2 separate regions of the Danio rerio genome follow, and region 2 is linked to region 1. The links are chromatin contacts, called in public HiCAR-type maps. All regions are on one chromosome and are shown on one strand. The core of a region is the stretch at or near the end of the contact, and the rest is flanking DNA. Distances in the headings are between cores, read along the strand shown. Region 1 has its middle 26 kb from the start of nudt14. Region 2 has its middle 46 kb from the start of esr2a.

Region 1 (7,564 bases), core at 3,206-5,705:
TTATTTTATTTGAATATGACACCCAGTATTGAAACTGCCATTTTTGAAGTACCATAACAATATATTTGACAACATTTAATATTTAAAAAAAATATCTATATATTTTGCTTTATTAGCAAGGAGAATTCTGTTGGAATGGAAATAAAAAAGAAATCCCTAGAAATATCCATGTGATTTGCAATTTGATGTCATATTTAAATCTAGATAAAAATGTGTCACAAAAAGGATAAACTTAAAAAAAAAATTGTTTTATAACATTTGGAAACCATTGATTTATTACAATTTTTTGAATATGTGAAGACCCTACATTCTGACCACACTGTAAATAATGCATTTCACACAATTTATTCAGGTTGTCCCAACACAAATTGATTAAGTTAACTTAAGTTAATTAAAGATAAACAATTAAGCTGTCCTAATAAAATCTCAAGAATTGTGTTTAAGCTTATTTTACATAACTAGTTTTTACAAGCAGCAAAATATTTTTAGTGTAATTAATAAGACTAAAGGTACAGAAAAAGACCATCTGAGCTTTTGCCGGATGTTTTTTAATGTTTCTTTCTTTAAGTTTTCATTCACCTGTTTTTTTGTTAATAAAAACAGATTTTGTATACGAAGATGTTTACTTGTTAAACATTTTAAAACTCATCTTGCTGCTCTGTATATTAGGCACACTGTTAATATTTTTAATTATTAGGTCAATTATTTGTTTTTGTTTTCTTTTTCTGGCAATTTGTGGCAATGAAATCAGTGAAAATGGCAGTGGCTTAACTAGGTTAATCAGGTTAACTAGGCAGGTTAGGGTAATTAGGCAAGTTATTGTATAATAATGGTTTGTTCTGTAGACAGTCGAAAAAAATATAGCTTAAAGGGGCTAATAATTTTGATCTTAAAATGGTTAAATATTATGACCTAAAAATTGCTATTATTGTAGCCGAAATAAAACAAATAAGACTTTCTCCAAAAGAAAGAATATTATCAGACATTCTGTGAAAATTTCCTGCTCTGTTAAACATTATTTGGAAAATATTTAAAAAAGAAATAAAATTTACAAGTGGGTTTAATAATTCTGATTTCAACTGTATGTGTTTTTTTTAAATAAATATTAAATTCTATTTATAATATACATGCTTATTGATGTATTTTTTACTTTTACATAACTCAGACATTAAATCAAGTTTGTATAAAGCTGTGTATTATGCAGTTTGTTCACTGTGATGCTGCAGGTGCCTTCGGGAATAAAGTAAAGTGTGCTTGTCAATGTTCAGTGTTCAATCATCAGCACAGGTCTTTATACTGCAGCTCTCTCTCAAGGGAAGCTGGAACAGTGATGGAGAAGGGTGTGACTGAGTTCCCATGACTCCATTTATTCTGCCTGCTATATAGAAGAGCCTCAGGCAACTGCTGCATTCACCAGCTTCTGCAGACTGACTCTGGTTCTCACTGAAGTCATGAAAGAAGCGTGAGAGCCATCATCAGCTGGACATTAATGTCTCTGAATCAATCATTCATAAAACACCACTGACCTGCTGTTATGTGATTGAGCTCTGTGATAAATAATATCATTATTAATAACAATGATCATTATCAACTAACTAAATCTTTATGTTCTATATAGCTAAATTTGCAATGAATTGGGTAGTTTACTCAAAAAAACAAAACAAACACAAATTTTCTGCGTCCTCAGTCATTTCAGGATGTAGGAGGCTTTTTTTTCTTTTGTTGAACAATAAAGATTTTTAGCTAAAGTTATGGTTCTTGGTGATTTATAAAATGTAAGTTAACAAATACTGGCACTTTAAAGAAAAGAAAAAAATTGTCAAAACAAATTTAATACCTGTTGCTCCTGGTGAAACAAACAAAAAAATTATCTGTATGTGCAAGAAACTGAACTTTATTTACAATACTATTACAGTACCTTTGATATGTCCGTCTCCTTCACTGTGTTATAGAGTCATATATATTTGTGCTATGTGACTTTCTGATGGTGTCCTGGTTGCGCAGTAGGTAGCATGTTCACCTCACAGCAAGAAGGTCGCTGGTTTGAGCCTCGGCTCAGTTGGCATTTCTGTATGGAGTTTGCATGTTCTCCCCATGTTCGCATGCAGGGTTTCCTCCAGTTTCCTTCACAAGTGCAAAGACATGCGCTGTAGGTGAATTGGGTAAGCTAAATTGGCCGTAGTGTGCATGTCATGTGTGTGAATGGGAGTGTATGAGTGTTTCCCAGTGATGTGTTGCTGCTGGAAGGGTATCCGCTGTGTAAAACATATGCTGGATAAGTTGGTGGTTCATTCCCCATATTAATAAACCAAAAAGAAAATGAATGAAAGAATGAAAATATATAACGTAAAATCCCCAGTGGCCATTCTTTTGTAAAAACAGTGGATTAACATTAACCACCAGATGGCGCTGTTACCAAACAATCAAACAAAACAGTTCAAACCATCTTCTTTCCTTCCTTTTTCATTTGCAGCAAATGAAGTGGAGCATGATTAGTGTTTGCTTTTAGAGCTATCCTTTTTTGTATAATTACTTTGTATCTATACTGGGATTTTCATAATAAGGTTAGTGGGAAAATTAGGGGAAATCATTGATGTTGAACAAATTTGTATTTTCTGTACTGGAAATGTATTAGAAAAATGTAAACAGATATTCAATTAATAACATTTGCATGAAATTGTTTGAATAATTTGTGATCATACAGGGACAACACAAATGGTATTTTCCATGGTTATAATATTGCACTCTTTTTCTTACACAGTTTAAATGTATTAAAATAGATCATCTGCTCTAATATTTGAATCCTTATAAAGCATTCAGGTTCGTTTTGACCTGGAAGAGATAGATGATAATTTATTAAAAAAAAAAAAAAACAAACAAACAAAGCATAGATTTTTTAGCAAACAGCATAAACTTTATAAATAAGACTCTAAATGCATCAATTATCTTTTTAAATTTATGGTATTGACAGACTGACATGATTTTAGGTGTATAATCTTTTAGAAAATTGTAAAATGATATATGAAGGTATTTCAGTATCAAAAAAACACACCTTTTCGACTGAAATTTGTTCATACACGTGCTGACCCATGTACACTGACACACACCATTGACTCACTTTTCTTTAAAATGAATGTTTAAGCAAATAAACTATTTATTTATTCATTGCTTTTCTTTGTGATCGTTGATTGGATATTATTTTGTTAGATGCCAATATATTTTATAATAAATTTAAAAAGAATTCATTAGATCTCATCTATAACAATTGGGTTAAAACTGGTAATTCTCAGATTATATGTTTTTTCTTTCTAAATTTCATAAAATTGTATAATCAATTTTCTTATCAGTATCGAAAATAAAAACACAAATTCACAGAATTTTTAGTAAAACTATCAATATTTGCATGTAAATATTAGGCATGCTTGCAGCTGCCAAAATTCAGCATATCAAAAAGATTTCTGAAGGGTCATGTGACACTGAAGACTGCGGTAATGATGCAGAAAACACATTAAAACAGAAAACAGCTCATTTATTTGCCAATATCTATGGTCTATTTTTTGACTTGAGAATATGAAATATATTTCAAAGGCTTATTTAATTTTAAAAATATATATATTTTGAACTGGTGGTTTTCATTATACACTGTAAAATAAAATCTGTTTATTTACAATTTTCCATAGCTTGTGATTCATGGGTATTGCTGTTTTTATGCTTTTAAATTGCATCATAGGACCTTGATCTCTCCTCTGACAATTTTTAAAATTGAAGTTAAGCACAGTGACTTTTGTGACCATTTTTAGACTGAAACAATGCATAAAATAAAAAGAATATTAGCAGAAAAAGAACAGGCAGCATATTAACCCATCAATCGGTCACTATACCATTATTACCATGACCAACGCAGACAATATATCACTCCAAACTAATAAAAATGTCATTATATTTATTTTAATAGAGCAGAGATCAAGGTCCCATAATGCATTTAAAAAGCCTAAAAATATTAAAAATAACATGAAACCAGTTATGGGCCACCGTGATTGTTTTTAAAACAGCATAAACATTCCTTAAATCATGTGTTTCTCAGAAAAACACAGTGTTTTGCAGAGGTCATGGTGGTTTCTCATTTCCCCTTGCACTACTCCTTCAATAGAAAACTAATGCCATTCCCATATACAGTACAGTACCAGTCGAAAGGCCTATTTGAAGTGGAGTCGCCTTCCTCCCAGGAGAGCTTCGATTCCACTGATTCTGACACTGAAGCACCACATACCCCATAGTTCATTTCACCTATTTCTTTTTTTCTTCCCTCTTTATACTTAATTGCCTCCCCTGATGACAACAATCTCTTATATCAGCGCATTGTACTTTGGGAAGATAGTGTTACAGCACGGATCATATTTCTGCACAATTATACCGTCCTCCTACTCTCTCTCAAGGATCCGTTGGCTTTACTGGAAACGTCGTTCGGCTTCACTCTCGGCTCCTCCAAGCATGACGGTGTATGATAAGTGGGCCTTAAGCCGTCAGATGACAGGACGTGTTTAGGCTTTGCCCAAGCAGTCTGTATTGAATAATGATTATGCCTAGAATGGCGAATGGAGGAGAATGTGGCTTGCTAGTGCCATTGTTTTGGGGTTGTTTGGAGGAGGCTTGCAGCTGGTTTATCCGTGAGGAGAAGCGCAGGCGTAGGCGGCTGATGATGGGATGTGTTTCCTCATGTCAGGAGCAGGAGGAGGTGCACGGTTCGCCGTCGAGCGGAACTCTTTTTCAGTGGGGATTAGTTAAAGGGAGCAAACAGGCCTACTACTGCGGCACATTCCGAGAACTGTTATTATTTTAGTTCGCAATGGAGATGTGGAATAATCATTAACAAACCTATGTGTCAGCCAATACATGGAGGCGGAAAAAGGCTGTTGATGAAGGTTATTTCAGGTCTACGATGAAAATCCTGGTTATGTGGAGGGGGCTGTCAAATGTTAGGACCACTGTACGGTATATAATGAACCCCTTTTAAAAAAGTTATTTTTCATCCTCGTATATGCATTCTAAATGTGCATTGTTTTATAAAATGTAATATATTATTTATATTCCATATACTCACTCTTACTTGCTATTCTTGGCCCTGATTAATCCAGCCTGATCTCATGAGGAAACGTAAGTATTTTATGTTTTGTCAGTTTAGTGGCTAATTCATATGAATTCTTAAGAATGAGTTCAGACGTATGATTTTAAAAAGGAGGCGTGGCTAGAACTGGGTGGTAAAATCGGTATTGATATTGATTGACTGAACACTATTGTCGATATCGATTAAAAAAGATTGGGTATGTAGTTTCAGTATGAAATGCTATAGTTTAATTAAAATGTGGCTGCTGAGAGTGCGCCTTGTAAGCAATGCCAGTAAGCTTAGGGTGTAAGTTTGTCATTTCCAATGGAGGCGCGCGACTTGAATGACGTACGTATGGGAGCAATGTGCACATGTTGTGCAAGTGACGCACACATGACGCTAGTTGAAAAACATCTGAACATTTTCGAATGCCACGAATGCACAGCGACTCATGCAAGTAGAACTAACCAATCTGCTTGACACTTTGTATGGTATGTACACATTTCAGCAATAACGGCAGACAAACACAGCACATCCAAACACTACAGTGCTTTTTACTTTTCGTTTTAAACTTGCATTGGAGCGGTAGCAATGGTTTCTCCATTTATCATCCTCTGAGTAAAACGCTTGAAGGTCGCCTATTTACGAGAGACGCCAGGGGAGCGCTAGCGCAAAATCAATTGTATATGGTGAAGGAAATCATGGGCTTGTGCTTGTCACTTCAAGTTAGAATAACAACACATGGGAAAATGAGTGCGGTGGCTAGCAGAAGTAAAGAGATTGTAAATAGAAAAGGTTGTGGCCAGAGTGGCTTTTTGGTTTCTTTTCTTGTGCATCCCAGCCACTAGCACCCCATCTGAAAGATTTTTTAGCATTTTTTAACAAGTTGTAATGTTGCAAAATGCATTTGAATAATGATGGTTAGTTCTTTTACTTGAAAGCTCAGATTTGATTATCATAATTTTTTTTACAGAGTTTGAGGTTTACTGTATCATTATTATTCACACCTTACAGATGTTGATCTACCTTAAAGTTTGCTTAGATATTTCAGTAGTTACGCTTTACCATTGCACACACGTTTTTTTTTTTTTTTTTATTACACGTATTTTATAGTTTAAGAGTCTCTTTAACACTTACGTTTATGGGATATTTGTTTAAATATTTTTGTTTTTTACTATTAAAACTATCTGCCTTAGTAATGTTGGTAAATTAAAATTAAGTGGTTAAAATAAATAAAAAATCTAATATTCTTTAATGTATCATAAAAAGTATTCAATAATTGTTGATACCCAATGATCTGAAACATGATAACGTGATAATTTTGTTTTGTTTTTTTGCAATATCACCCAGCCCTAGCAGTGGCACCTAATCCTGCCCCTAAACCCAACTGTCATTTGTGTGCTAAGCAAATTTTACTATATTATTATTAGCCACGAATTAGCCACTAAGTCAAAAAGTTACGAATTAGCATGAGATTTGTTGATTAATTATGGGTCGCCACAACGGAATAAATCGCCATTTTGTATACTTATTATAACCTAATATTTTAACTAAATATTTTAATACATATATTATAGCTTTATTTATTTTTTTTTAACTTATACCACATAGTATTCCCAATCAGCTTCTTATTAATCAGTTAAAAAAAAAAATAAAAAATTTACCCCAAACGTTTGATCTGTGCACACACTTCACAAAGCTATCTTTATGGGAACTTCTAATTTTTATAATATACAAATTGTATATTTAACCCCCTAACCTCAACCCAACATTTGCTTTTTCTAAATACTTCATTTATGAGCATTTTTCTGCAAGGGGGACCAAAAAATGTCTTTATGAGGTGATAAAATACTGGTATTGCTGTACTTTTGGGGACATGGTTCCCACAATGTTAGTAATACAAGGGTCAAACACACTTAACAAAAAAAAAAAACAAAAAAAAAACCCCAACAACAAGGAAACAGTTAACCCAAATTCCAGTAAAAATACATCTAAAAAGTACAAAAAATATTAATGCTTTAAATTGTTAATGCAGTATGAAATTGTTGCGAAGGGATGCTATGCAAACTGGGGTAGTTCCAAATGCAGCTTTATTATAAGAATGGTCAATCAGGCAAGGGTCAAATACCAGTATAAACAGTGTAGTAGGCAATCCAGAAGCAAATCCAATAAAACAGGCAAAAGGTTCGGGGCAGGCAGAAAAGGGTCAAAACACGATAAACAGTCCAAAAGTCAAAAACACAGGAAACAAGGAAACCGCTTACGTAAGGACAGCAACAGCTTAACAATACTCACCAACAAGATGTGGAACAGAGGGGTTTAAACAGTCTGAATAATCATGGTGTGAGTGGCTTCAGCTGTGAGAGTTTAATCAGTCTGGATCTTGAACCGGTTGTGTGTGTTTGTGTGGCCTGACTGGGTGTTGTAGTCCATAACATGGCAGATATGTAGTTCAAGGAG
Region 2 (7,564 bases), core at 2,227-4,726, 310 kb after region 1:
TCCCAGTGCTGGGTTGCAGCTGGAAGAGCATCTGCTGTGTAAAACATATGCCGGAACAGTTGTCAGTTTATTCCACTGTGGTGACACCTGATAAATAAGGTACTAAGCCGAAGGAAAATAAATGAATAAATAATATTATGTTAGGTAAAATATTTAATGTTGACTGGGTTTAAACTATTATGCACTTTCTTTTATTTAAAATTAACATTTCACTCAGTTTGTACTTAAGTAAATTATTTCAGCAACAAGTACTCTTTTCAAACATTTACTAAAGTACATTTCTTTTTCACCAGGAATGAATTGCATGATTTGTGTAAGTATTAATTAATACATATAGACAAATCAAATGAGTGTTTTAGTCAACCAAAATGAAATATGCTTTATTTAGAAATTATTTCAAAATCCTTATAGGCCAATTCCCGCTTTATCTTGTCTCCCAGGTTTTCTCTACATTTACGTATATGTCTGATGTAGCATGAAGAACATGTGACATATATAAGTGTCTACTGAGGCATGAAACTACTGAATCATTTATCCCTCCCACTGCAGGTTTCCACAACCATTTAGCAGATGCTTCCATCCAAAACGACAGTTTGCAGATTGCAGGCACGGTCCCTTAAGAGCTTCTTGCTTAAGGGCACATTTTGGGATCTCAGACACTCTCCAGTTACACGATCACCTCTATATTTTGGACACAGTCTACTGTACCCATAGAGAAAACACTAAATCATTCATGCCCCACATTATGCTGTATCATGGCCCATTGGATGCCATGAATTTTGAAGCTGGTGAAAAACACGGCACTTATGCAACAAAGCTCAAGTTTGATTTTTATCCCTCAGAGGCAATATAATTCCTCTCGGGTGGAGTATTGTAGAAATGCTGATGGTGAAATCGTGCATCGGCATGCCTGGCCTGTAAAAAGAGAGTGATGCCAGTATACGAGCAGCGATTAGGAAAGAGAGTAACGACAGCGTGATCCTTTGCTCTTATCGCTGGATTTTAAAGCAGATAAGGCCTCTGCATTCACCCGGACATTAGTAGTGATGAAGTGAGTCTTCAGTCCTTTATGTGAGCCGTCTTCAAATTACTCATCAATCAAGAGCTCTCTACAAGCAGGACGAGGCTCTTTGAAAACCCTTACTGTTTATGAGCGTAAGAAGATATTGATGAAATGCTGCTTTTAAAAGGGACAGTTTAACCTTAAATGAACGTTCTGTCATCATGTAGTTACCCTTGTGTTGATAAAAACCTTCTGTGGAACACAATAAGAGAGATGTTTTGGTAACATGGAAACACTTTGCTTTTGATGGTCTGTATTTAATATTTTGCTAGAATCTACTGTCAACTTATTTGAGTAACTCTGGTCTTAACCTTATAGTCTGTTAATACCTCTAATGAGAGTTACTTAATAAACTATTGTAAATATAACTAATATATATTTATTTAAATTCATTAAAATTTTATTTAATTCCAAGTAACTTAAAAAATGAGGTTAAACCAGATTATCTGTAACATACTGTAACAAAATCACACACTCACTAGCCACTTTATTAGGTACACCTGTTCAACTGCTCGTTAACGCAAATTTCTAATCAACCAATCTTATGGCAGCAACTCAATGCATTTAGGCATTTAGGCATGGTCAAGACGATCTGCTGCAGTTCAAACTGAGCATCAGAAAGAGGAAGAAAGGTGATTTAAGGGACTTTGAATGTGGCATGGTTGTTGGTACCAGATAAATATTTCAGACACTGCTGATCTACTGGCCTTTTTACACACAACCATCTCCAGGGTTTAAAGTGAATGGTTCAAAAAAAGAGAAATCATCCAGTGAGGGGTAGTTCTGTGTGCGCAAAAGCCTTGTTGATGAGGTCAGAGGAGAATGGCCAGACTGGTTTGAGCTGATAGAAAGGCAACAGTGACTCAAATAACACCTCGTTAGAACTGAGGTATGCAGAAGAGAATCTCTGAATGCACAACATGTTAAGGCGGATGGGCTACAGCAACAGAAGACCACACCAGGTGCCACTACTGTCCACTATAAGAGCAGGAAACCGAAGCTACAATTCATACATGCTCACCAAATTTGGACAATAGAAGATAGAAAAAAACGCTGCCTGGTCTGATGAGTCTTGATTTCTGCTGTGACATTTGGATGGTAGAGTCAGAATTTTGTGTCAACAGTATGATTGCATGGATCCATTCTGATTGTATCAACGTTTCATGCTGGTGATGGTGGTGTAATAGTGTGTGGATATTTTATTGCCACACTTTGGGCCCAATATTACTAATTGAGCATCAACATGCCAACGCCACAGCCTACCTGAGTAGTTTTGCTGACCATGTCTATCCCTTTATGACCATAGTATACCCATCTTCTGAAGGCTACCTCCAGCAGGATAACGTGCTGTTATAAAGCGCATATCATTTTGAACTTTTTGGACATGACAATGAGTTCACTGTACTCAAATGGCTTTCACAGTCACCAGATCTCAATCCAATAGAGCACCTTTGGGATGTGGTGAAACGGGAGATTCACATCAGGGATGTGCAACCGACAAATCTGCAGCAATTGCGTTATGCTTTCCTGTCAATATGGCCCAAAATCTCGGAGGAATATTTCCAGTGCCTTGTTAAGTCTATGCCACAAAGGATAAGGGCAGTTCTGAAGAAAAAAGTAGGACCAACCCTGTACTAGTAATGTGTACCTAATAAAGTGGCCAGTAAGTGCAAATTGTCCTGATCATATAATTTTTTTTTGCAGTGTGATAACAGATATTAAATAACTAATGTTAATATACTGAGGTTTATTGAAAAGTTTATTTTTTTTGGTTAATGTTAAAATTAAAGTAATTAAAATTAATAAATGCCTTCAAAGTATCCAAATTGTCATGATTAGTTCATGTTAGCTATAGTAATTAAGTAATGTTAACAAACTTTAATATTATCGTAAAGTGTGACCAATATTTTAACAAGTTTTTCAGTGGTTTTTGACTCAAACTGTATGACCATAGTGGAGTTTTAAACCTTCATTAACCTTCACTATTTAAACGAAAAATGACCCCAAAAGAAATATTGTCATTTGTGTGTCACTTATTTTCATTTTTGTATGAACTCAAAGTGTTTCATGAAATTTTTATAGCACTGATGGAGCCAGACTACAGCGCCAATGGCTGCTATACCACTGTATATATAGACAGATAGTCATACCACAGCAAAAGAAGCACTTAAACTCCAGATTTACCACCATGTGCTTCTTATTAAGCCTCAGAAACTGTGGTGCCACTCAGTTAAAAGCCCAGCCAATTGTGTTTGCTTTCTTCAAGTAAATGTTAGTCATGTCAAGGTAGAGAGTAAAGCGATCAGAAGGCAAGCCTGAGCCTCAAGGCCTGTGGTTTAGTAGATGACGGTGAGGGCGCAGCGGCTGCGGTGTAGCTGACGCGTGCCGGTCCTGTGCAGGGCGTGTAGGCATTGTGTTGGCACACCCTCTGTCTCTCTCTCATTCTCTCTCTCTCTCACGTCAGCCTGGCCTGTCTCTACAGGAGCCAGAAAACACCCGATGGCTCCATTTGAGTCTCCATTCACTCAGCAAATACAGTACAGTTCTGTATGCCCTCGGGTGGAGAAAACATGCCTACCTGCTACTGCTTTACTCATAACTGATAAGATGTGGAGGAAACATTATGTGTGTGTGGTATCAAATTAGCTTAATCTACCATATAACATATACTCATTTTGTTTTTTGAAAGAAGTTTCTTCTGCTCATCAAGGCACAATTTATTACATAAAAATATATACATTTTTGAATATTATTTGAGTTCACAATAACTTTATTATATTATGTTTTCTATTTTAATATAGTTTATGATGCAAATTTCAACATCACTACTTTAGTCTTATGCATCATGTAATGCTTTAGTAATTAGTCAGTTTTTATTTTGTTGCTCAGTTCATTTCTTATGATTATCAATGTTAAAAATGGTTGTGGTGCTTTATATATTTATGGAAACCATCATACAATTAGGCATGGGACAATAACCGTTTTCAAGGTATACCGCGGTTTGGAAAAGTCAAAATTTTAAAAACATCGAAATTTTCTGCAAAACCATTTATAAGGTATGTTTACGATTTTTTATTTACGTTTTTTTATTTTATTTCGTTTTTTAGGACAACAGTATCTCCAGCAGAAAAAAAAATATCCAAAAAATGCCGTTTTAAATTGAAATAAAAATCTGTTTTTAAAAACTAATAAAGACAGCAGAAGTCAATAATTCAATAAGTCAATAAGGTTTACTGTTCCAAAATATTTTAAATGTTTCTCAAAATAAAATACATTGTGTTTAAAGCGGAAAAAAGTTTTAGCTTTTTTACCCAGATATTTAAAAAGAGCATTATTAGAGCAGTAATCGCAATACCTTAAAACCGTGATAATTTTTATCCAAGGTTATACCGTCAGAATCTTATACCGGCCCATGCCTACATACAATACCTTTTAAAAATATGATTCAAAAAATGGGTTCAAAAGGGCAATTAAAGAAATAATTTATTTTTTAAGGCCTCAAATCAAAGTGACAGTAAAGATATCTATGTGGCAACTCATGAAATATTTTATTTCAAATGAATGCTGTTGTTTTTAAATTTCTGTTTCAAAGACTGTATAATGGTTTTAGTCACAGATGTCAGTCATTTACGACTAAGCAACTGTAATAATTAATTGTAACAGAGCAGAAAATCACTGATAAAAATTATTTATGAAGGATCATGTGCTGAAAATTCTAATTTAAATCACCTAAAATAAATACTATTTTAAAATGTGTGAGGAAAAACGGTGACACTTTATTTTGATGGTCGTTTGTTGAATTTAAGTTACATTACATTTACATGCCTGCTAATCTCATTAGATTAGTAGTAGAATGTTAGGTTAGGGTTAGGGTTAGTGTTAGTTGACATGTACTTGCAAAGTTTCTTATAGTCAGTTAAATGTCTGCTAAAGGAGCAGTATCAGCAGATATTAAGCAGACAGTCTAATAATACTCAAATGGACCATCAAGATAAAGTGAGCAGAAAAATATAAAGAATTTCACTACTAAAATAAAATGTACTATGTTACTTTTTTGATGTATTTCTGTTGAAACAAGCATTTTTTAAAAACACAATCTGTATGATCTCAAACTTTGTAGGTTATATAGTGTAGGATAATTAGCATAATAGTTTAATCATATTTAGTGTAAGGGGTGTGGTTGATTAAATGTCTGGTTTCTTCTCACATTTATTTGCTAAGAGCTTTTCATGAAGTTGCTCCCTAAGGAAGCATGTCCCAGATTTGAAAGTAAACTAGTTGGAAGAGACACTGTTGGTGAACAGAGCCATTTGTTGTGTGTTGATGCCCTCTTCAGTTCATGCAGAGATTGCAGATCAATATCATAATCTTTTTTAGCATTGAAGTCAAATGTGTTCCTGGACCACAAAGCCAGTCTTACAGTATGTTACACAGTTTAAAATGTTGCCAAAAATATTTATTTGTGTTTTATGCCAAAAATAATTTCAATATTAAATAAAGATCATGAATACATTTGGTAAAATTCCTACTGTAAACATATCAAAAACATTTTGATTAGGGATACACTTTGCCAAGAACTTAATTTAGATGACTTTAAAAGCAATTTTATCAGTATTTTTTATTTTTATTTATTTATTTATTTTTTACTCTTACAGATTTGAGATTTTCACATAGTTTTATCTTGGCACACTTGTCTTTGGGAATTTTTGCCCATTCCTCTTTGCAGTACCTCTCAAGCTATATCAGGTTGGATGGTAAGAGACGGTGTACAACCATTTTCAGATCTCTCCAGAGATGTTCAATAGGATTTAGGTCTGCACTCTGGCTGGGCCACTCAAGGACATTCATCGAGTTGTTGTGAAGCCAATCCATTGATATTTTGGCGGTGTGCTTTGGGTCATTGTCCTGCTGGAAGATGAACCGTCACCCCAGTCTAAAGTCAAGAGCACTCTGAACCAGGTTTTCATTCAGGATGTCTCTGTACATTGCTGGCATTCACTCCAAAGAGTTCAATTTTAGTCTCATCAGACCAGAGAATTTTATTTCTTATGGTCTAAGAGTCCTTCAGATGCCTTTTGGCAAATTCCAGGTGAGGGGTGGCTTCCGTCTTGCCACTCTGCCATACAGCCCTGATTGGTGGATTGCTGCACAGATGGTTGTCCTTCTATAAGGTTTTTCTCTCTCCATAAAAGAATGCTGGAGCTCAGACAGAGTGACCATCGCATCGGGTTATTGATTACCTCCCTGACTAAGGCCCTTTTTCCCGATCCCTCAGCTCTAGGAAGAATCCCGATGATTCCAAACATCTTCTACTTTAAATAATGGAGGCCACTGTGCTCACTGGAACTTTCAAAGCAGTAGAATTTTTCTGTAACCTTCCTCAGCCTGTGAAGACAATTTCTTTGTCTTCATGCTTAGTTTGTACTTTGACATTCACTGTCAGCCCTGACACCTTATATAGAGCGGTGTATGCCATTTCAAATCAAGTCCAATCAACTGAATTTACCACAGGTAAACTCCAATTAAGCTGCTGAAGCATCTATAGAATGATCAGTGGAAACAGAATATACCTAAGCTCAATTTAGAGCTTCACAGCAAAGACTATAAAATATAAAAAGTGGATCTACAGCGATCTGAATCACAGGGTGTCCTAAGTTTGTTACTACTTGCAGGGCCAGACAGAATCTGGCCCCCTTTTTTTTTTTTTTGGCTATTTTTGTGCATATCTTTGTAAAAAAAAAAAATAAATAAATAAATTAAAAAAAAAAAAAAAAAAAAAATATATATATATATATATATATATATATATATATATATATATATATATATATATATATATATATATATATATATATTAACAGTATATTTAATTATATATATCTGTATTATTATTATTATTATTATTATTATTATTATTAGTAGTAGTAGTAGTAGTAGTAGTAGTAGTAGTATTATCATTACAGTTTATTTTGTCTACCCCTTAATTCTTTTTCGAAATTTCTTTGAAATGTCTGACTGTAGTCATTATCTGCAGTTAAGTAGAACGTGAAATTAAACGATAAAATTAAATTGAAAACATTAAAAAGCCGATATTCCACTCATACACACAGACTATCAAACTGATAACGTTTATGTATGTTTTGTGAAATACGCAGGTTATTAAATATAGTAGACGCCATTTTGTCAGAAGAGGGCGCCGTTGTGCTATACATTCACATGTTCTCTTTAAACCGTGTGTTTGTTTTTTTACTTAATTATTATTATTATTATTTTTTTTGATAATGATGCGTGATTTATTGACTACAACAATTTAAGTTTCGCTTATATCATGTTATTGCATTCTTCTTTTCTCAAACACATCACCATGTAAATTTGCTGTTGTCCTGACAGTTTTCTGGCTTATTTTTGTAACATGAGCTTTACATTAATAATAAAACATGGTGGAACAAGTGAGTGCCATCGCCATAAAGTCCACAAATCATTTTTTTGGCCATGAACTGC

What was found. HiCAR-type assays count read pairs that join an accessible place to other places.
Region 2: a contact with region 1 is called in a HiCAR-type map of caudal fin, with 8 times the contacts expected there. The contact joins two enhancer-like sites. A contact is called at or near these places in 7 of 18 Hi-C or Micro-C datasets (caudal fin, embryo, fibroblasts and 1 more) and 1 of 4 datasets of contacts at active chromatin or transcription factors (caudal fin).

What each region holds. Positions count from the first base shown.
Region 1 is chr20:23,783,801-23,791,364 of GRCz12tu, forward strand. No RefSeq gene overlaps it. Among named protein-coding and RNA genes, the nearest start is that of nudt14, 26 kb to the right of the region's middle. Within about 2 kb of position 4,456, at least 6 of the 62 cell types and tissues checked have an H3K27ac peak or open chromatin away from gene starts, as enhancers often do. A contact at or near this core is called in caudal fin, where this site is marked.
Region 2 is chr20:24,090,350-24,097,913 of GRCz12tu, forward strand. No RefSeq gene overlaps it. Among named protein-coding and RNA genes, the nearest start is that of esr2a, 46 kb to the right of the region's middle. Within about 2 kb of position 3,477, at least 9 of the 62 cell types and tissues checked have an H3K27ac peak or open chromatin away from gene starts, as enhancers often do. A contact at or near this core is called in caudal fin, where this site is marked.